Regions from separate parts of the Mus musculus genome. Here all the other regions are linked to region 4. The links are chromatin contacts, called in public promoter capture Hi-C maps. All regions are on one chromosome and are shown on one strand. The core of a region is the stretch at or near the end of the contact, and the rest is flanking DNA. Distances in the headings are between cores, read along the strand shown. Region 1 has its middle 61 kb from the start of Gm39359. Region 2 holds the start of Smad6 (SMAD family member 6). Region 3 holds the start of Uchl4 (ubiquitin carboxyl-terminal esterase L4). Region 4 holds the start of Cln6 (ceroid-lipofuscinosis, neuronal 6).

What was found. Promoter capture Hi-C pulls out the DNA fragments that hold promoters and counts their contacts.
Region 1: a contact with region 4 is called in a promoter capture Hi-C map of hippocampal neurons, with 5 times the contacts expected there. The contact joins the enhancer-like site here to the promoter of Cln6 in region 4. A contact is called at or near these places in 5 of 39 promoter capture datasets (the C10 cell line, embryonic stem cells, erythroid cells and 2 more), 1 of 15 datasets of contacts at CTCF or cohesin (large pre-B cells), 12 of 484 Hi-C or Micro-C datasets (B cells, CD4 T cells, the N1E-115 cell line and 8 more), 7 of 115 datasets of contacts at active chromatin or transcription factors (T-cell acute lymphoblastic leukemia, embryonic forebrain, embryonic stem cells and 1 more) and 3 of 9 other capture datasets (adipose tissue, embryonic stem cells and liver).
Region 2: a contact with region 4 is called in a promoter capture Hi-C map of pre-B cells, with 2.1 times the contacts expected there. The contact joins the promoter of Smad6 here to the promoter of Cln6 in region 4. A contact is called at or near these places in 3 of 39 promoter capture datasets (the C10 cell line, liver and pre-B cells), 1 of 484 Hi-C or Micro-C datasets (embryonic stem cells) and 4 of 115 datasets of contacts at active chromatin or transcription factors (embryonic stem cells, epiblast stem cells, extraembryonic endoderm stem cells and 1 more).
Region 3: a promoter capture Hi-C map of liver shows a contact between it and region 4, with 2.2 times the contacts expected there. The contact joins the promoter of Uchl4 here to the promoter of Cln6 in region 4. A contact is called at or near these places in 2 of 39 promoter capture datasets (both in liver).

What each region holds. Positions count from the first base shown.
Region 1 is chr9:63,853,590-63,858,908 of GRCm38.p6, reverse strand. No RefSeq gene overlaps it. Among named protein-coding and RNA genes, the nearest start is that of Gm39359, 61 kb to the right of the region's middle. Within about 2 kb of position 2,343, at least 10 of the 459 cell types and tissues checked have an H3K27ac peak or open chromatin away from gene starts, as enhancers often do. A contact at or near this core is called in hippocampal neurons, where this site is marked.
Region 2 is chr9:64,018,919-64,024,140 of GRCm38.p6, reverse strand. It overlaps Smad6 (SMAD family member 6), which reads left to right and starts at 2,082. Exons shown (of 4, transcript NM_008542.3): 1 at 2,082-3,936. The coding sequence starts at 3,117.
Region 3 is chr9:64,231,821-64,237,255 of GRCm38.p6, reverse strand. Uchl4 (ubiquitin carboxyl-terminal esterase L4) reads right to left here and starts at 2,055. Exons shown (of 1, transcript NM_033607.1): 1 at 894-2,055. The coding sequence starts at 2,017. The coding sequence ends at 1,316. All of the region lies in intron 1 of Map2k1 (mitogen-activated protein kinase kinase 1), which reads left to right.
Region 4 is chr9:62,835,375-62,840,461 of GRCm38.p6, reverse strand. It overlaps Cln6 (ceroid-lipofuscinosis, neuronal 6), which reads right to left and starts at 1,677. Exons shown (of 7, transcript NM_001033175.3): 1 at 1,508-1,677. The coding sequence starts at 1,581.

The DNA.
Region 1 (5,319 bases), core at 1,094-3,593, 1.0 Mb before region 4:
ATAGAATAAACATAAAATCTTCTTCAAATGATTTCTTATTACAGATGATAGAATATAGAATCTACATCACAGCCATAGGCTACAATCTTGTTTCAAGCCTTATATTGTTTTCCTGCCTCTCACCCACAGCCCAGGTCTGATTGACAAAGTTTGGTCACTTTAAGTCTTCAGAGGCTTGAATTTCTAACATCTACTGAGAACCGGAAAGTTATGCTCCTTGCTTCAGGGACTTGGTAGAGCCCTGGATATAGAAGCACTCTAAGAAAGAGGCAGGCTCCATGTGTATGTGTGCATAGAGGCCCACAGGGCTATGTCCTAGGAAGTTAGAAGGCTGAGAGCCAAGCCTGGATCCCCTGCTGAGCAGTCCAGTGACATTGTTCAAGCCATCCAGCCCTGTGCAGGCACACTCCTCAGTTGATATAATCGACCCCTCTCCTTCCCCTCCTCTTCCTCCTCCTCCTTCAGATTTATTTATTTTTACCTGTATGTGTGTGTACCTACTTGTCTGTATGTGCACTGTGTGTATTCAGTGCCAATGGAGGCCAGAAGAGGGCGTCAGATCCCATAGAATACAGACAGGCGAGTTGCCATGTGGTTGCTGGCATGTGGTCCTCTGCAAGAATGGCAAGTGCTTGCAACTGCTAAGCAGTCTCTCCAGGCCTGTGATGACATTGTTGGCAATGCCCAACCTCTACAACCTATAGACACAAACACACAAGGTATGACAGACTGTCAAGTGTCTCAGAGAGGTTAAACCTTTGCCATAGTTTAGATCTTGAGTGTTGGAGGCTTGGTTACCGCCCGTGGATCCTTTAAGAGGTGGGCCTGGTAGGAGAAAGTTAGGTTACTAAGAATATAAGCACCTAAAGGGAATGGCAGTACCCCCGGCACTTCCTGTCTATTTTGCTTCCTGTCTGCCAGGAAGCCATTTGTTTGTTTGTTTGTTTGTTTCTGCTATGTGTTCCCACTATGTGAGCTTTGTGTTCCCACTATGTGAGCCTCGTTACAGACCCAAATGTCCACGAGGCTAAGAAGCCCCAACCCAAAATCACTGAAACCGAAACCATGAGCCATGACAGACCTTTCTTCCGTACGACTTTATTTCAAATCTCAAGTATTTGTCATAGTGCTGGAAAGGAGGCCGCCAGCGTCAGTGTGATTATGCCCTGTTGAGACTATACTCTCTTCAACTATGGAAGAAGTTTGAATGCAGGAGCTCCTGGTCCCTCTTTTATGGTCTCCTGGGGACAAGCCAGGACTGTTGGTGGCCAGGTCTCCCACCTTGAACTCTCTGTCCTTGCTTTTTTTCTCTGCATCCTTCAGTCAGGCCAGAGCAGCCGCCAGTTCCTCTTCAGCTGAAGATGCTTTCCCTCCCATAGCTAGGCCAGTACAGGTGCACCATGGGAAGGCTATCTTAGCACCTGCATTTTATACATTCCCCCCTCTTACCCCACCCCCTGCCCCCACAATTTACAGGTGTGGTCTGGAGCCTGCCCACGGGGATGTTTCTCCAGGTGACTTTGTACTTAATGAAGCTTTGCCAGATGATCAGAGCCGGAGTGAGGACAGAGCGCAGACCTGGTCCCCACCCCCACCCTCTATGGGGCAGCTCTGGTCCCCACCCCCCACTCTCTGTGGGGCAACTCTGGTCCCCACTCTCTATGGGGCAACATTCTGTGGAGTCCCAGGGTAAAGCCTGCCAGAGACACCAAATCCAATGGATGTCCGACCCTGCTACAAAGTAGCAGAATCACTTAAGAGCTTTCAAAGATTCAGGCTGGGGCTGGCAAGATGGCCCAGAAGGTCAGGGTGCTTGCCACCAAGTCTAATAGTCTGAGTCTCATCCCTGAGACCTGGTGGAGGGGAAGAACCAACTCCCACAAGTTACGTTCTGATCTCCCACATGCATGCCACCATATAGCCCTCAATAAATAATGGACAGATTAAAAGTTCAAGGATCCCCCGACCTTGTCTTGGAAGGGTCAGGCATGGCAAGGTTTATGTTTTAAAGCTTCCCTCAGGGACTCCTCATGGTCTGGTGCAGAACCCACTGTGTGTGTGTGTGTGTGTGTGTGTGTGTGTGTGAGAGAGAGAGAGAGAGAGAGAGAGAGAGAGAGAGAGAGAGAGAGATCTGCTTTTTATGACTAAGGAGAAACTTGTGGCCCAGATGTTTCCAGTCAAGTTCAAGGTCATGCTGGCTCTGGGAGTTGGCATGTTGTTGGGGTGAGGCTGCTGCAGGGGGCCCAAGGCGTGGGGAGGGAGCGCTGTGCCACATTCCAGAACAGAACTGGCTGTGAGTAGCTCAGAGAGAGCTCCAGTGCCAGCCTGGCTGAATGGATAATTAAACAGACAGCAAGATGGCATGTGGGCGCCCGCCCCTCCCCCCAGCTGGCTGGGGGATAATACACCCTCCTGTCATCAGAAGGAGCAGGAAGAAAAGCAACTGGGCCTGGCTGTTGGCCATTTCACAATATTGCTTTTGTAAACAAGTTGAAAAAATCCAATAACTGTAAAACTTATGGCGTGTCCTAAAAAGTCTGTCGCCATTTTCCCCATACATGGATGAATGTTTCCAATCCAAGTTGTTCTAATTAAACAGTTCTGTCCCTTTGGCAGCTAGACCATCCTCCAGGAGGGTCCATGATGCCTTGGGCTGAGGGTGGCACTGTGGAACTGTGTACAGCCTTAGTGATTTCTGTTTGATTAGTAGTTGGGCTCACAAGTCCTCCAAAGAATAATCAGCTCCGACACAGAGGCAAAGTGGGAAGATGGAAACGGCAGTGGAGCCTCTCAGAGCTCAGTGCTCTGGGCGGAAGACCCAAAGCTGTTGAGTGTGTCACTTAGAAAAAGCCACGGCGGGTACAACAGAGGGCAGGATGTCTAGTTCCTGCCCAGAGAACCTAAGGCTCCTGACTGGGAGGGAACACACACACACACACACACACACACACACACACACACACACACACAAACGCGTGCGCACACACTCATACTCATGCTTACATCTATACACTCACACACATAATTATACACTCTAAACACTCTCAGACATACACTCACACAAAGATGCTCACAAACTCACCCACTCACTCCACAGTGAGATTTGCACATATACCATGAACACAATCTCACCCCACATTTATGCACACTATCTTCTACTAACAACTCCCTACACACACTCCTATACTCTTCCATGCACATACACAGTCTCTATCCCCAGCCATCACACATCCACACACACGTGTGTTCATTTATAATCATTCTACACACATTTACTTCACCCTCATATACACTCATGCACCGCACACTCACTTACACCACACACACACACACACACACACACACACTCATGCACCCACAGAGAGAGAGAGACATTCATTCACCCCACACTCACTTACACCACACACACACACACACACACACACACTCATGCACCCACAGAGAGAGAGAGACATTCATTCACCCCACACTCACATACACAACACACACACATACACACACACACACACACAGACACTCATGCATCCCACACTCACATACAACACACACACACACATACCAGCTCACACACTCATATTCTCTGAACCCATTCACACAGTTATATGCACTTGTGTTCCCCACCCATGCATGCACTCACAAGCTTACTCATCATTGCTCTCACACACATACTCACACATACTTGGACAAGACAGCCATGAGGAGGGAGCCAAGTACTCAGAAACAGACCCTGACATACATTACTAGGGGCTTTTGAGGGGAAATCCCAGGTACTCAAGGCGTCAGGATTCCCAAGGCCACCTAGTCCCCAAACCCTCTCTCACCTCTGTCCCTCTTGCCCATCTGCCTGGAGCTGAGCCACCCTCACGTGTGTCCTTGCAGGACTGACCTCACCCCAGGATCTGGGAGCAACTTTCTATCAGTCCAATTAGCTGGCCACAAGCCTACAAGCTACTAAGGGCACCTCAGCCCTAGGTATTTATTTGCTAGGGAGATCTGCATATCCCAGGAAACAATATTAATTAAAGATTTATTTTATTCTTAATTTCTGTGTTTATGTGTGTGTGTGTTGCACGTGCATGTGCATGAAGGTGCTCTAGGGAGGCCAGAAGAGGGCATCGCATCCCCATGGAACTGCAGCTACAGCCAGTTGTGAGTCACTCCATATGGGTCCTAGCAGGGGACCTGGGGTCCTCTGAAGGAGCCGGAGAGCTAATGGTGATTTGAGCCATCTCTTCATCCCCAAGGAAACACAGTCCTAATGATAACAACTTTCTAAGAAGCCTTAGTCAAATTCACATGGTGTGGAATTTACATTGTAACCATTTGAAGTCTGTAAAGAGTGTCAGGTTAACATTGTTGTGCCACCAACCTCCCAGGTTTTTCTTTAGTTTCCAAAGCCATGTCTGTGACCTCCATCTGCCCTTTCCCCATCTGGCAACCCCTGTCCTTCCTTCTGTCCCTGTGACTTTAAGGATTTCAGGGACATTATATAAGCAAAATCATTCTGTTTTATCTTTTTGATTGCTACAATTTCACTGTAGCAAAAGTTCTCAGTCATAGCCTGCTGAAAGGAGCAACGCATGAGGCCAGGTCTGGAAGGCTCTAAGCACACCGTGACCCCCTTTTTCCTGGGGACACATTACTTTATCATCAATGAAGTGTGACAGAGTCAGACTCTGGCCAGCCAGGCAGGTCACCTGAGCTGTGTGGAGTCCTCACTGTGTGGATCACAGGGACATAGCCGACATGTAGGCCACCCAACTGAACTCAGCCTCTAGCTTCCTGTCCCTAACGGGGAGGCTGCAGGGTTGGATCTGAGCACAGACCCTCTGATCACATGACTGATTTCCTCACACACCCTTTTACCTCAGCTCTGATCACCTCAGGCTGAGACACCTCAACCAGTAGAGGGTGTTCTCTGTGTTCTGTGCTTGTGAGCTGCATGGGTTTCTTTTTCTTTTTCTTTTTTTTTTCCCCTTTTTTCTTTTTGGTTGTTCAAGACAGGGTTTCTCTGTATAGCCCTGGCTGTCCTGGAACTCACTTTGTAGACCAGGCTGGCCTCCAACTCAGAAATCCACCTGCCTCTGCCTCCCGAGTGCTGGGATTAAAGGTGTGCGCTACCATGCCTGGCTCTGCATGGGTTTCTTATGAAGTTTTGATGCCTTCAGAGATCCTGGGTCACTTCCAGGCTGTCTCTCTCCCCCTTCCCGCTGCCCCCCCTCTGTGGTGTATGTGGTGTGTGTGCGTATGTGTGGGGTGTGTGTGTGTGTGTGTGTGTGTGTGTGTGTGTGTATACCAGCTCACCAGGCCCTTCTTGTT
Region 2 (5,222 bases), core at 833-3,332, 1.2 Mb before region 4:
AAATGTCCATCCAGCAGGTCTAATAGAGGCAGTACCATGCACCTTATTTGGGAAACCACACACCTAAAAGCGATGTTGTGACATCACATAGTTACATGCCTCTCCCTGCTGTTGGGGAGTGGGGGTGAGAACTTGGAGCTCTCTGGTTTTGGTGTCTTAGTGCTCTCAATAGGTTTCAAATTAAATGAGCAAGTTTCTGTGCCTCAGTTTCTCATCTGTACACAGAGAAAATAAAACCCATTAGCTGTTTAGGCTTGAAACTTCTGCTACCATGGTAAAGAGCTCAAAGCATCTGCTCTTATTGTAACCCAGAGGCAAGGCAACAAAATCTTCGTAAGAGAGAACATAATTGGCTTCTCTTTGTATTTATTATTTTATTTTGGGAGACTTTCGGAGACAGGGTCTTACGCAGGCCCAGGCTGGCTTCCAGGTCTCTGTGTAGCCCAGGAGAGCACTGAACTCCTGATTCTCTTTCCTCTACCTCCCAAGTGCTGTACTCATGGGTGTGCACAATCCTGTAGGCTCTCTTTGCGTTTTAGGATCATCAACTTCTTCAGGGATGAACGGAAGCTAAAAGACAAGTTTGTGTGGGCGCTTCTTGCCCACTTTTGATGTATGCACTTATTAGTAAGGATTTCCTAGAATCTTGAGAAACCAAGGCCAGGACAGCTACTCATATTCACCTTGGCCAAAATAGTGAAGGGTGGGTGTGACAATCGGCCCTGCAGCACTGGAGTACCTGGCTCCAGGTAAGACTCAGGGAAGTAGTCTGTATCTTTCCTACACACACGACCCTTCCCCCAGCGCACTTCCAGACCCGTTCCTGGACTTGCACACCACCTTCGCTACAGCAGTCCAGAGCACAGGTATCCTAAAGGGGATCACAAGTCCGCGCCCCATCCTCCCCACTCCGCCTCCCGCGGGGTGCGGCGTCAAGCCCCAGGCCAATGAGAGTAGCGGAATTTCTTTCATTGAGCTCGGGGCCCCGCTCCTGCCCGGAAAGGGGCGTGGTGCTGCGCCGGGGGTGGGGCCGCGGCGCGCCAGGGGAGGGCGGGGCCGGCCCTGCGGCTGGGCCAATCGGCGCCACGCCCGGGAGGGGGAGGGGGAACCAGGCCTTTTTTCCCCTCCGCGCGGGGCCAATCCTGACTTTACAAGCTTGAACTTTTGCCACCCTCGGACTAGCAAGCACGCCCGAGGAGGTACCCCGCCGCGCCGGCTCCAGGGCAGGAGCGGCCTTAACCCTTCCCATGCCGGGTCCCCAAGTCTGTCCCCAACTTGCCCCCGTTTTTATAGTGAAACATAACTGGGGAAAGCACGCCCCTCTATCACTCTCGAAGGGGCATAAGGTAAATCCTCGAAGGGAGAAGAAAGCGCCTGGCCTTGAGAGGAGCCTAGGACGCCAGGAGGGAGAGCCGGGGCGACCAGGAGGAGCCATCCAAGAGCACTCCTGCCTCTACCCCACCCTGTCCAAGTCCCCACCTCGGGCTATCCTGGAGCTCCCTCGATCACCCGCCCCCCAGTGTAGCCTAGGCGGAGAGACCCCTAATTTTGGGCAGGGGGTGCGTGGAGCCTTCATAGGACACGGAAGAAACCCGCTATCCCAACTTCGCCGCCGCCCCCCAACTCCCCAGAGACGGAGGGCAGGAAGGCGCACACACACGCCCATTTTTATTAGCCCGCGCTGAGGCTGGGGGTTTGGACTGACTCTAAAGTGCTATGCGCGTTTGCAAGTTTGGGCACAAGCCAGAGAGAGGCAAAGGGCCGCCTCGGAGTCCGGGTCGCGGTGGGTTCACCCAGCAGAGCTGGGCATCAGGGTGTGAGTGTTTGTTAGCGCGTGTGCGGGACGGCTGGTATCCGTGCCCAAGGCACGACGTGAGCTTGAGAGTGAGTCGCGGGCACTGTCAGCCTCGGGGCGGGGGTGCTGGGGCGGGCGAGGGGCGGGGGCCCGCGTTCGGCCCGCCCCGGGAACCAGCCCCCTCGGAGCCTCGGGCTCAGCAATGGGACGTGTTCTCCTTTAAGAGTTAAGAAACTTGAAACCTTGTTTGCGCAACAATCAGCGCCGCGGAGCCGCCAAAGTGTCTAGACTGGCATATGATGGGAGGCAGCCAATGACTCCGCGGCGCTCCTCCGGGGGCCCTCAGTGTGCGTTTGAGGAGAACAAAAAAGAGAGAGAGCGCCGAGAGGGGGAACGAGCGAGGGAGCTGAGTCCAGAGAAAGAGCCGCCGGGCGCTGCCTCGCCAAACCTCGCTGGGACCGCGGGGCCACCAGGAGGCACTTTGGTGAAGGGGGGGGGGGGCGACCTCGGCAGCCGCGGCGCCCGAAGCGACCCAGCGCAGCGTGGGGCGGGCTGCGACCTCTGCTTCGGTGGATTGCATTTTTAATTAAGGATTCCTAGCAGCTCTTTGGGATTTTTTTTTTCCGGCTTCCACTCATGTGTTGACACCCGCGTTCAGGAGAGACTTGCCCCAAGTGCACCGAGCGCCCGGGACCTGAGACGGAATTGCTTTTCGTGCGTGCAAAATCCAAGCATTTTGAGTTTTGTTTGGGACCTTTTTCTTGCTTTGCTTTTATTTCTATTTTTATTTTGTTGCAGGGATATGGGAGTTATCCACAAGCCTTAGTTTCGGATCCTGCAGGGAAAGCCCATGTAGCATAGCTTGGCTTTTGAAGGCAGAGTTGTGCAGACACATTTGGGGGCACGACGCAAGCGCTTTGTGCTCGTGTACCAGCCGCGCAACTTTTGAAGGCTCGCCGGCCCATGCAGGGTGTCTCTAGCATCGTTTCGCTGGTGGCTTCCCTAAGGCTCCAAAGCAGCTGGAGTTGAGCGGTCCCGGCCCATCGTGATCCATGTAGCCCGCTGGTCCCTCGCGGACTGAGGCTCAACACGCGCGTGTTCCCGGCCCGGCCCGGCCCGGCTTGGCCCGGCGCGAGCTCCCTCATGTTGCAGCCCTGCGGTGCCCCTTCGACGACAGGCTGTGCGCGGTCTGCACGGCGCCCCGCGGCAGAGCTTCATGTGGGGCTGCGGCCCGCTCAGCCGGCGCCTCGTTGAGGGAACGGACCCCCGGTAACCGGAGACCGCCTCCCCTCCCACCACCCCAGGCGCCAAAGGGTATCGTATGTTCAGGTCTAAACGTTCGGGGCTGGTGCGGCGACTTTGGCGAAGTCGTGTGGTCCCTGATCGGGAGGAAGGCAGCGGCGGCGGCGGTGGTGTCGACGAGGATGGGAGCCTGGGCAGCCGAGCTGAGCCTGCCCCGCGGGCACGAGAGGGCGGAGGCTGCAGCCGCTCCGAAGTCCGCTCGGTAGCCCCGCGGCGGCCCCGGGACGCGGTGGGACCGCGAGGCGCCGCGATCGCGGGCAGGCGCCGGCGCACAGGGGGCCTCCCGAGGCCCGTGTCGGAGTCGGGGGCCGGGGCTGGGGGCTCCCCGCTGGATGTGGCGGAGCCTGGAGGCCCAGGCTGGCTGCCTGAGAGTGACTGCGAGACGGTGACCTGCTGTCTCTTCTCCGAACGGGACGCAGCAGGCGCGCCCCGGGACTCTGGCGATCCCCAAGCCAGACAGTCCCCGGAGCCGGAGGAGGGCGGCGGGCCTCGGAGTCGCGAAGCCCGCTCGCGACTGCTGCTTCTGGAGCAGGAGCTCAAGACGGTCACGTACTCGCTGCTCAAGAGGCTCAAGGAGCGTTCGCTGGACACGCTGTTGGAGGCTGTGGAGTCCCGAGGCGGCGTACCGGGCGGCTGCGTGCTGGTGCCGCGCGCCGACCTCCGCTTGGGCGGCCAGCCCGCGCCACCGCAGCTGCTGCTCGGCCGCCTCTTCCGCTGGCCAGACCTGCAGCACGCAGTGGAGCTGAAACCCCTGTGCGGCTGCCACAGCTTTACCGCCGCCGCCGACGGGCCCACGGTGTGTTGCAACCCCTACCACTTCAGCCGGCTCTGCGGGCCAGGTGAGCGTGCGCAGGGTCGCCTCGACCTCCGACTCTACCGTCCTGTTCCCTTTCCCTTTCCCAATCTCTTTGTTGGATACACTAGGGATGCTCCCCCCCTCCCGACCGCCCCCCTCCCCCGGTACTGGGAGCCTGCAGGGGATTGAGGAAAGTTGAGGGCTAGATGTCTGCAGTTTCAGATGGTAACTTTATTTTGTGGCGCCGGCGAAGTGAGAAAGGGACACGTTCGGGTTTCCATATGCAGCCTCTGGGATTTAAAGATTGCAGCTCTGTGAAACGGGATAGTAAGCCATGGAGAGGCTAAAGGTGGAAATGCCACCTCTCCTTTGGGGACTCACCTCAGTCGGTACATAGCTTTTAGCATTTGTAAGCATATCCTATACCCCTGATCTGCTCTTCCCCACCCAGGTAGGTATGGCTGTGAAGCTGTCAGTAGGGAAATCACGCCTAACGTCAGAAGTGTTTGCAAAGATGTTTGACTTTGTCCCTTTCTGTAGTTTTAGCCCAGACTCTGCAGGGCAAACCCTCTTGTTTGCAACATCCTTTGGGATGGAATGCCAGGCTCTTCCATCGTCAAGGCTCTTAATTCTGGCCTTTAGCTTACCTCTGAGGGACCTGAGGCATCTGGGAGTCAGAGGCTGCTAGCTCTTTTGTTACCCTGAGAACTGGCCCCTTTGTTCTCCTGGGATCTTCTGCACACACCCTACCTTAACTTAGCCTTGCTTAGCTAGGCAGGCTCAGGTGCAGGAGCAGAGGTGAGGAGAGCTGAAAGGCCCTGACAGGCCAGAAAGTGTACACACACACACACACACACACACACACACACACACACACTTTCTGTACCACGAGGAACACTCGCTGTAGGTGTAGGTGAATGCATCCAATGGCGTTGCATTTGCAGGAGAAAATGGAACAGGCAGTTACAGGCTGGCTGTTGGCTCTGGTCAGCTCTTGGGTCTCCTCAGTGTGGGCTGGCAGCATCGGAAGCCTGACTTCTCCCCTGTATAGAGGAGGGCCTAGTGACGAGAAAGGAAGTTTCCCTCCTATTATTTTGGCTCCTGATGTACTTCCCTCATGGTCTCTCCAGGTACAGTGTAGACACTCTGGGTAGACCTTGGCCTGTGTCTGCGCTGGGCTTTCTGTGCCTGGAGGCTCATTGACAGCTTCCCCTGTTGTAAACTGCTACCTCTTTCTCTGGGGAGGAGGACTCTTATTTGTGGTTGTATTGCCTCCCTTGTATTTTTGTTTGGGAGATCGATGGTGGGACCTACTACACTCTTCTAATA
Region 3 (5,435 bases), core at 806-3,305, 1.4 Mb before region 4:
ATTTTCCCTCTTGAAGAAAGAAACTGTTTTAGTGGAGCCCACAGTTAAGAGACTTTTAATTGTAAAAAGACTTTGGATTTTAAAAGAGATGGATATTTTAAAGAGATTGAAATTTTAAGCATATGTAAAGACTGTGGGACTTTTAAAGTTATTTAGAATGGGGATGAATAAGATTGTAAGGGTTGAGGCTTACTAGTGATGTTTTTGTGTGTCAAGTTGACAAGGGGTCAATTGTACTGGCTAGTTTTGTGTCAACTTGACACAGCTGGAGTTATCACAGAGAAAGGAGCTTCAGTTGAGGAAATGCCTCCATGAGATCCAACTGTAAGGCATTTTCTCAATTAGTGATCAAGGGGGAAAGGCCCCTTGTGGGTGGGACCATCTCAGGGCTGGTAGTCTTGGTTCTATAAGAAAGCAGGCTGAGCAAGCCAGGTGAGGCAAGCCAGTAAAGAACATCCCTCCATGGCCTCTGCATCAGCTCCTGCTTCCTGACCTGCTTGAGTTCCAGTCCTGGCTTCCTTGGTGATGAACAGCAGTATGGAAGTGTAAGCCGAATAAACCCTTTCCTCACCAACTTGTTTCTTGGTCATGATGTTTGTGCAGGAATAGAAACCCCGACTAAGACAACTAGGATTGCAAAAATGTGCTGTATATCACTCATTTGTGTCTACTGATAAACCATGGTCACTGAGGGCTGCCAAGATGCCTTAGCAATTCAAGCCACCTGCCTGCTGATGCCCCTGGGAGCCACATGGTGGAAGGTGAGACCTGACTCTTGCTCAGTGGCACATGTGTACCCACAGACACATAAATGTAACAAAAGTAAAACTAAAAAATGTAGTCATTGAAGGCAAGGAAAGCTGCTTTCCCCAAGGACGGCGAGGCCTACGTTTCAGGAAAGACCGGGCTTCGTATCATAGTATATTAACATAGAGACTTTGGCAGATTATTATTCTTTTTTGTTTGTTTGTTGTTGTTGTTTATTTTTTGTTTTTCGAGATAGGATTTCTCTATGCAGCGCTGGCTGTCCTGGAACTTGCTTTGTAGACCAGGCTAGTCTAGAACTTGGAGAGCCACCTGCCTCTGTCTCCTGAGTACTGGGATTAAAGGTATACACCACCACTGCTGGGCTATTCTTGTACTAGAACATTCCTTCTACAACAGTTTCTTTTGCCTTGTTTGTTTGTTTGTTTGTTTCCACATAAAGTTTAATTAGTCAAGTTAATGAAAATATTAAAAATTTTGAGTTAGTTATGGCATCAGAAATTTAACTTTTGTTGCAAATAATACAGTATTTGGTGTTTCTGTCAAGATGCTATGCTGCCGAGAGAGCAATTGCATTAAATCTTAACTCATCAGGGTCACGTTCCATGAACTTCTTGCAAACTTTTATGACATCCTCTAACAACGTCTCATCGCTAGTTTTCCCATGGTTAATTGGAAATGGTTTCCATCCATCTAATTCATAGAGATGCCCATCTACATGTACTAACGCAATAAAATGAAGATCTACTTTTTCATCTATACTTGGTGCCTCAGTCTGACCTTCATGTGCACTGGTTTCATGAGTAACTCGAATAGCGTCATAGTTCTCCAGGTATTTGGCTCTCTCTTCAGGGCTCATTGATACAGACTCCTCCAGGAACTTTTTCAATGTTGACCCTGATTCAAAGTGCACCTTGTCTTTGTTGTTTGCAATGGCATGGATTAGTCCAATCGTTCCAATCGTTCCACAGGCATTGCTGATGGTTTGTTTCATAAAATATACTGATGATGTCACATCTTGTCCTTGAGATTTTATCTTTTCTTCCTCTTCTGTTCTGAAGACTTCATACTTTTCTGTGATAGGGAAGAGGAGTAACACTGCGCACACTGGTCTTGGTATGATGCTAAGAAGTTCAGACTCCATCCCGTACACATCAACAAACTGCCAGTTAGGATGCAGGCCTAATTGCTTGAGAAACTGGTTGGTGACCTCAGGGTTGGCCTCCAGTGGCAGCCAGCGTTGACCCTCCATGACTGCTCCGTCGGCCTCTCTCCAGCTCTGACCTTGCCTTGTTTAATATTGGTAACTAAATAACTCCTGGGTTAACCATAAATGGAATTTGTTGCATCCCTATTTCTGAGTGTGGTAATTAAAAAAAAAAATCTAAGCCATTTTCATATTAAAAAGCCTTACCATCTTTAGCAGGGAAAGATAAGGGGAAAGAGTTGGAAAAGTACCAGAAACAAGTGACAGGTGTTTTGGTGAGTTATGTTTCAGCTTGCTCTCCAGTCACAGGAGGAGTGTAAATTGCTGGTGATCATGTGAGGCAGAGGGGATGGAGGGTGAGCGGAAATCAGTGGTTCCGGAGGCACCGACCCTTCCATCACCAGAGGCTTGCCCACTGCTGGGGACCTGAGACAACTCCTGGGCAAGTTGCTTTCCTGATAGACAGGGCTGCCCATGGGGACTAAGGCTTGCTTTAGTCTTCAAGGTAATAAAAATGGATGTGTGCAAGAAGACTAGTAGGATGGAGTCCAAAGACTAAAGAGGAACTGGAGAAACAGCTGGCATTCACTGAGGGCTTTCTGGTCTCTGTAGTCACGGATATTCTACAAGAACGGTTACCAGAGTCCATTGTACCAGTTGGCGATGTGAAGCTCAGGGAAGCTTAGTAGTTTCATAGGGTTGTATAACTGGTAAGCTGTGGATCTAGGTTAGAGCCTAGGTCAGGCCTCGGCTAACATCATTCCCCACCCCACTGTGTAAAATGCAGGAGGATTTTGTAGTGTTGTACTTTTCTAAACTAGACATTACCCACATATAGCTATTTATATCTAAATTAACTAAAATTCAGTACAGTTTAAATACCAGTTTCTCAGCCATACTAGTTACCTTTAAAAGCCTTATTGGCCACTGTGGCAACTGTTTTGGGCAGCATACATGTAGACTATTTCTGTCATTGTATAATGTCTGTGAGTACTGGTCTAGAAGTCAACCATCTTGTCCTTTAGTTAATTCTTGCCCTTTTGCTTTGCAAAGGACAAAATGAAGGATGAGAAAAGAGGCAACTCATTCAACCAAAGAACACAGTTGATCCAGGCTCTTAGCCTGGCTGCACAGTGGAGTCTCCCGTGCCCTCTGTCTTTCCTTAAAACACAAACCGTAGAATTTAGAAGTAGTGATTTTTTTTTTTCTGTGCCTCCAGCTTCACTCCGTCTCTCTGTTGCTAGATTCTTTCTTCTGAAGCTTTTCTCTCAAGTTCAAAGGGTATATCCGAGTTGGCTTCCCCCAAGGAAATAAAAGATGTTTGTTGGAAAGGAATTCCACGCTTAATATATGAAGCGGCCCTTGGATCCCTTTGCTTCCTTCTTTGCCTTCCTTCCAGGCACTTTGTAATTGAACTTGCAGCTGCTAACCATCTGTCTTCCAAACAGTTCAGATGACAGAGGTTTGTGTGCCTCAAATGCTCGCAGCTGCCTGTTATTTGCTGTCCACATACATGGCATTTGTGTAGGCCAGATAGAATTAGATTATGACCAAAATGACAGTGGATCCCAGCATAGTGCTGGGATTGATTATAGGCATGTATCATCACACCTCGCCCCAGATTACAGTGTGGTTCTAATTCGTTTGTTAAAGATTAAGATACTTAATGTTCATTGAACTGATATTAGATATGTATCTTGTATACCAGGTACTGGTTTGCAAGATAGACTTTCTCTCTCTCTCTCTCTCTCTCTCTCTCTCTCCCTCCCTTCCTCCCTCCCTCCCTCTCTCCCTTCCTTCCTTTTTAAAGATTTATTTATTTATTATACATAAGTACACTGTAGCTGTCTTCAGACTCTCCAGAAGAGGGCATCAGATCTTGTTACAGATGGTTGTGAGCCACCATGTGGTTGCTGGGAATTGAACTCAGGACTTCAGAAGAGCAGTTGGTACTCTTAACCACTGAGCCATCTCTCCAGCCTAAGACTTTCTTTCTTTATTGAGGCAGAATTTACTATGAAGCTTTGATTGGCTTGTCTCTTTCTCCTAAGTGTTGGGACTCATAGCATGTCTCAACATGTCTGATCCTAAATGGAATTTAGGTGAAAACTGAAAAATGGGGCTAGATGTAGTGGTGCATGCTTTTAAGTTCAGCCCTTGGGAAGCAGAGGCAGGTTGGTCTCTGTAATTTCAAGGCCAGACTGATCTAAGTATCATACTATAGGCTAGTGAAGGTTACATAGTGAGACGCTGTCTGACTTACCAAAAAAAAAAAAAGAAATCTGAAAATTGCATTTAAATCTTATCTGAATTATGTTACTAGTATTTGCTATCTATGCATCTGCCTATTTAGTCTTTGAATTCAGTAAAGGCTTCTTTTAGATCTTAGCTCTGAAGTAAATTGAAGAATCATGTATAAATGTCCCTTGAGTCAAGCTATTAAAGACATTTAAATTATACTCTCCAGTGTCTAAATGGCAGTCTGAAGTGTATGTGTGTGCCTGTGGGGGATGGGCATGTGGGAGTAGAAAGGAGGCATTGTACTGAGATAATATTTTTAGGACGCCAGTGTAATTAGCAGACTTGGGGTTTAGAAAATTGCCCTTTAGAAGCTGAGAAATTAAAGTTTTGGGTTTCTTCTTAAATAAATGTTAAAGCTCCATGCCTGAATATGTTCGGAGCGATTAAAGTGGAGACACTGGAATAATGGAAAGTATCCAGAAAAGTCTCCTCCCGGAGTACAAAGACAGGAAGAGAAAGGACTTTAGTGATGATGGGAACAGCCGGCCGGGATCTCTTGGAGCTTTGACAGCTGATGATGTGGGTAGGAGCAGAGTATCCAGAGGAGCACTGTTCTGGGTCTGGTCTGTCTAATTTCTAGAAAGTTGAGATGGGCTGAGAATTTTTGTTAGCGGGCCCAGCTCCATAGCTACAGGATGGCCTCAGGAGAGAGCCGTGCTCTCCTCGGTGGTGCCCCTGTGGGTGCAGGCTGTTCAGTGCAAAGTCCAGCATCCTAAAGGAGTAGGAATGAATTGTCTCTTCTGTGGCCCATCTGAATTCAGAGGGGTCTAAAAGTCTTTAGCTTAAGCCTTAATGCTTTGGAATGGAGGTGCTATGTGTGAAGCGTGTGCTTTGAGCTCCTTCCCTGGTATAGCTGTTAGCTCGACATTTGACCATCTTTTGCCCAGGCTGCTTCTCTGTGGCGTGGTGGTGATGGTAATCGCTCTGTCTCTTAGGGTGTAGATCAGATGAGGTACCATTCAGCATACTTTCCAGTTCTAAGTAGGTAGATTTAATTTTATTCTTGGAAGGAACCCTGGAGATGTCCTTTTGTGGTCCTGTCGTTTGGCAGAGAAAGAATCTGGGTCTAGAAAGAAGGGTTAGAAGAAGTTGGCATGCACACAGCAGTTCTGTTTTGAATCTTGTGTTCTGAGTGGCACAGCCTCTGCTGGTGCTGCACAAC
Region 4 (5,087 bases), core at 428-2,927:
CTTAAATAATGTAAACACTGTAGCGTCGATGGACAGATAACAGGTAGAACAACCGTGACAGCCACAAATATGGAAGATGGTTTTGATCCCCTTAGTGCCGGGGGCAGCTTGTGGAATGTCTGCTGAACTTGTAGAAGGTTTTTGGGCGTTTTACAGCCTGAGCCTCAGTCTGGTCAGGCACCTCCTTACTGCACACTGGACCACTTCCTTATCAGTCAGAGATGATGACCTAATACTTAGAGTATAGGGACCCTCAAGTGACAAGAAGCTGCTCAATAATGTGCCTAAGGGCAAATCTGCCCTGATGACGTGTATATACAAACTAAGATGGCTACCCTGTGACTACGCCACGGAGAGCTCATAGGATGACCACCAGGTAGAAATGTTACCAGAGGCAGCACAGCACATGCTCAGAGAATTGCTCCCCAGTCGGAACTATGAAAAGGCTGCCCTCAACCCAGTCTCCCAGAACTTCCCCCACCATTCCAAACAGTGCCAGGGACTTCCTAAAATTCACCTGGTGCACATGAGTGCTCAAATCTCTCCACGGCTCTTTGGTACCTGTGGCATATGGAATATACATTTTTACCAGGTCACTCAGGTGAGGAAGGTAAGGGGTCTTTCCTGCTCAAAGTGAACAGCCTCCCCACCCAGAGTAGGTGCCTCCTCCAACTTCAGACTCTAGGGCCTTCTCGGCCAACTCTGGGACATTCAGGGCACTTTAAAGTTGGTCCAGCCCCTGTCGTTGATTTTCTCTTACACGTGTGACATGTCCAACACTAGTATGTATAGTCCTTGTGTTTCCTCACATCCTTCCACTGTCTACCATGTCCAGTTTCTGTGGCCTGGGAAGAACCACGACTTCCTGCATGCTATGCAGTCACTACCAACTGGATTACATCCCCCTAGAAACCTGCCTCTGCCTCCTGAGTGATGGGGTTAAAAGCATTGCCACCATGCCCGGCAGTAAGTGTCTGTCCTCTGCAGAGTCTTGTACTGTTCAACTCCAGAAAGCCCTCCAGAATTAGCTGTCACCTGCTTTGGCTCAGACTTTCCTGTTTGCCATCTGGCACAACGCTAGGCACATGACAGGTGTTTAATCAATACATGTGACAGGCGGGAATGCTTTGGTCAGTGGAGCGGATGGAGGCAGACTGGAGGAAAAGATGAAAGGGCGGGTTTTGCGCCTCTGGCTCTGCCCTGTCGAGCCAGATAAACCCCAAACATCTCCCCTCTGAGGGAAGGGGTCTCTCATTCAGGATGGGAGAGTCACGCTGTCCCCGGTTAACGGCCCACTTTCCCTGGGCCCTGAGCCACCGGATTCAGAGCAGAGTCACAGTCTTGCCCAGAGCAGGAGGTTCCTAAAAACTTGGAAGTGGCACAGGGACTCAGCCAGGCTGGCCGGGGTGGCCCCCGAGTAGCCTATCCCTGCGGTTTCCTTAACCCTGGCGAGGTCTCTCAAACTCTGGGGCCCCTCGCGGCCTCCCTGTCCCCGCTCCGCGCGCACCTGGCCTGCACGAACGCGACACCGGGGCCGCCCGCCGCTCCGAGGAGCTGCCGCCTCCGCGTCGCCGCCTCCATGGCCGCCACGCTCGGCCTCGCCTTCCGGGAGGAGAGACGGCTGCGCGGGCCGCGCGGAGCCTCGGCGCCCAACGCGGGGAAGGCTGGGCGGGAGAGAGGGAAGCGAGCGCGGGGCCCCAGGGCGGGCGGGAGGGGAGGGGAGGAGCTGGAGGCTGGAGGGGAGGAGGGAGGAGAGAAGCTGGAGGAAAGAGCAGGGGGAGAACTGGTGAAGGGAGGAGGATAGGGAGGGGCTTGGGGCAAGACCGGAGAGGAGGATGGAGTGTGGGGAGGAGGGAGGAGGAATGAGAGAGCGGAGGTGGAGGGAGACAGCTGGAGGGCGTGTTTTGTTTGAGAAGGAGGGGCCTAACTTATGTCCCAGAGGTCTTGGGTCTTAGTTGAATCTGCACTCCAGTGGGGAAGCCTGGCGTCTTGTTTGTTTGTTTGTTTGCTTGCTTTTGTTTTTTTCCTGGGTTCTCTGCATTTCTGCAGGAAGGAAGCCTTGCCTAGCCGGGCTTGAGGGTACTGGACGAAGGTGAACCGGGGACCTGGAATGACCAAGCTGTGAGGTCATCAGAAGACCCGGGGTCTTTGAGCCCTCCTTCCTCAGATTAAAGACTGCTCGATAAACTATCCACTGTGCTTTGATAGGTGAAGAGAATAGTGAATTCTCTCCTAGTTGGAGGACAACGAGGTGGTCCAGAATCCAGTCCTGGCGTTGGGGAAAGACACACACCCCTTCCTCATTCAATTGTGTTAAGAACCTCGTAAGTTCTGTGCAGGAACCTATGAGCCCTGTTCAGAAGCGCTTCTGTTCGTAGCTTCTGGTAATGGTGGAGGAAGTTCTGAGGGTTGTGTAGCCATAGAGGCAGTAAGGCCAAACAGGCATCACAGGAAGGATAGCTGACAGAGAAGTATGAACTGGAGACAGGAAAGAGCTCCAGGCAGAGGGAACGGCCAGAATTCCCCACACACCCACCCCTCCTCCTCCCACACCCTGTCCAGAGACTAGCTGGTATGGAGGAGTGGAAAGTTGTGTGAGAACCACGCTGCTCAGGGGAGTGAGAGACTGGCTGAGATGGGGGAGAGAGGGGTTTAGATTGGAGCCCCCAATCCCTGAGAACCTCAGGAAGGGCCCTGGCAAGAGACTGGCATATGTGTGCATTTCAGGCACAGCCCAGAGGCAGAACCAGAGATGGAGGAGGTGCAGCCTGTCGGGTACCAAGTTCTAATGAGGGTCCTGGACTGTATCAGTAAAGGGGGGTTGGGGGTGAGACATGCCCAGTGGTGTGGGAGCTATCTTCTTCGGATGCATGGCTGTAAGGGGAGAGGAGTTTAGATGTGACCAGGCGCTGCATCTAAGTGGGTGGAGCAAGCACAGGTAAATGAGACGTCATCTTTGGACCCACGAAGCTTTGGTTGGGTCAGGATGCTGTTGGACCCATGGGTGTGAAGCTCAGACGCCATGTCGGTCGGTAGGAGCCTGGCAGATAGATTGAGCCGCAGGAACATAGATGGCATCCAGAACCCAAGGAGACAATGTCCCAATGAGAAAAGAGAACAGAAGCCAAACATGAGAAGTATCTGCAAGGCACACTGTCTGGGGACCAGTGTCACAGAGGTCAGATAAATTGCTCGGCCTCTCCCAGACTCAGTTTACTCATCTGTAACAAAGGGTGAGCTATTTCATCTATAGCTTTGAGAAATGCATGAGCCTCTTGCAGACTATCTGGCTCTGTTGGGCTGGTTTTGTTGGAGAGCATGTATGCGTTCATGCACTTGTACATGTGTATGCGTGGTGTGGTGTGTGTGTGCACTCGTGTGTGGTGATTGTGTGATCTTGGAGATTGTGCACATGTACAGGCAGGTGCATGTGGAAGCCAGAGGTCTTCACTGGGTGTCTGTCTTGGTTGTTTCTCTTGTCTTTGGAGACAGGGATCTCACTGGGCCTGGAGCTTATCAATTTGGCTAGACTGGCTGGTCAGTGTGCATCAGAGATCCACCTGTCTCTGTGGATTACAAATGTGCTGCATACACCTGGGGATCCAAACTGGGGTCTTCATGCTTGTACAGTACCACTCTACCAACTGAGCTTTGTTATCTATATCAGCCAACTCCCAGACTGGTTATGTATATCAGCCTGTTCTGAGGTCCCCTTTTATGGTACAGGGGCATTGAACTCTGAATTTTTTTTTTTTTTAATGAAAGTTATTCTTCCTTACTTTGGTCAGACCTGCATGGACTGCTTGACCATGAGAGGCTGGGGCTCTCTGCCTCAAAATCATTCTCTTCAGCCCAGAGGCCACAACTAGATTGTTGCTGTGGTAACTACCAAATGCTACATTTGTTTCCATGCATTTTTTAAAAATTTTTCTTTATCTTATTTCCTTCCTTTTTTTTTTTTTAAATAGCATCCATGTAAACCAGTATAGCCTCAAACTTACTATATAGCTAAGGATGACCTTAAACTTTTTAAGTGTTTATTTATTATGTATAGTATTCTGTCTGCATATATGCCTGCATGCCAGAAGAGGGCACCAGATTTTATTACAGATGGGAATTGAACTCGGGACCTCTGGAAGAGCAGTCAGTGCTCTCTCTCAACCTCTGAGTCATCTCTCCAGCCCCGTCCTTAAACTTTTGATGTCTTTGTCTCCTCCCCAAGTGCTATTGAACTTTGCCCAGTTTCAAGACTCTCAGAAGGCAGCCACCTCTAGCCCAGCCCTCCTTCCATGGCTCTTTTTCTTTTATCTCTTTTATCTTGCCTATGTCATAACCAGAACAGGTGATGTCCTGATTTGGGAACAAACAACACCAACATCCTGAGCTGAAGTAATATGTTCAAGGTCAGCCAGTGACAGCATCCAAACCAGGTCCTCGGCTTAATTCCCAGGAATCTGGTCTGCAGATTGGTGCTGCTGTGGCTTCCCCACTCTGACCCCAATCTCTTCCCCTCTCTGTGGCTTTGCAGTGCTGCTGGGCTGCAAAGGGAGGGGCTGAGGTACCCAGATGTGATCATGAAGTTAATAACCCTTGGGTGGGCATATCGAGGGGGGAGCCTGTGACCCATTTAATCCTCCAATTACTTAAATACCAACAAATCTGCCTTCTGCCTGAAAGACCAGCTGCTGCCAAGGGGAGAGGAGTCCAGGCTGGGGGGGGGGGGGGCTTCCCTGGATGAGCAGCACAGCCCTGCCCAAATCTAATGGGAGTCACAGGCCTGCTCTTTCCCATCCTGCCAGCTCCCTTGAAGAACGCCATCTCCTTTAGCTCTTAAATGTCATGGAAGTATGCTGTGGAGGGTAAACGGAGTGTCAATTTCTGGGCACAGAGGGGCATGCATTTCAGGACCTTGCTTGTGACTTTATGGGGACATGATTCCTGCACACGGAAAGAGCAAATGGCCTCAATTCTCAGAGTTTCAGTTTCAGTGTCCAGCAATCAAATAATTTGTAGAAGAGCCCTAAAGGCAGAGTTAGAGTTAGGCTTTTCTTCTCTCTCTCTCTCTCTCTCTCTCTCTCTCTCTCTCT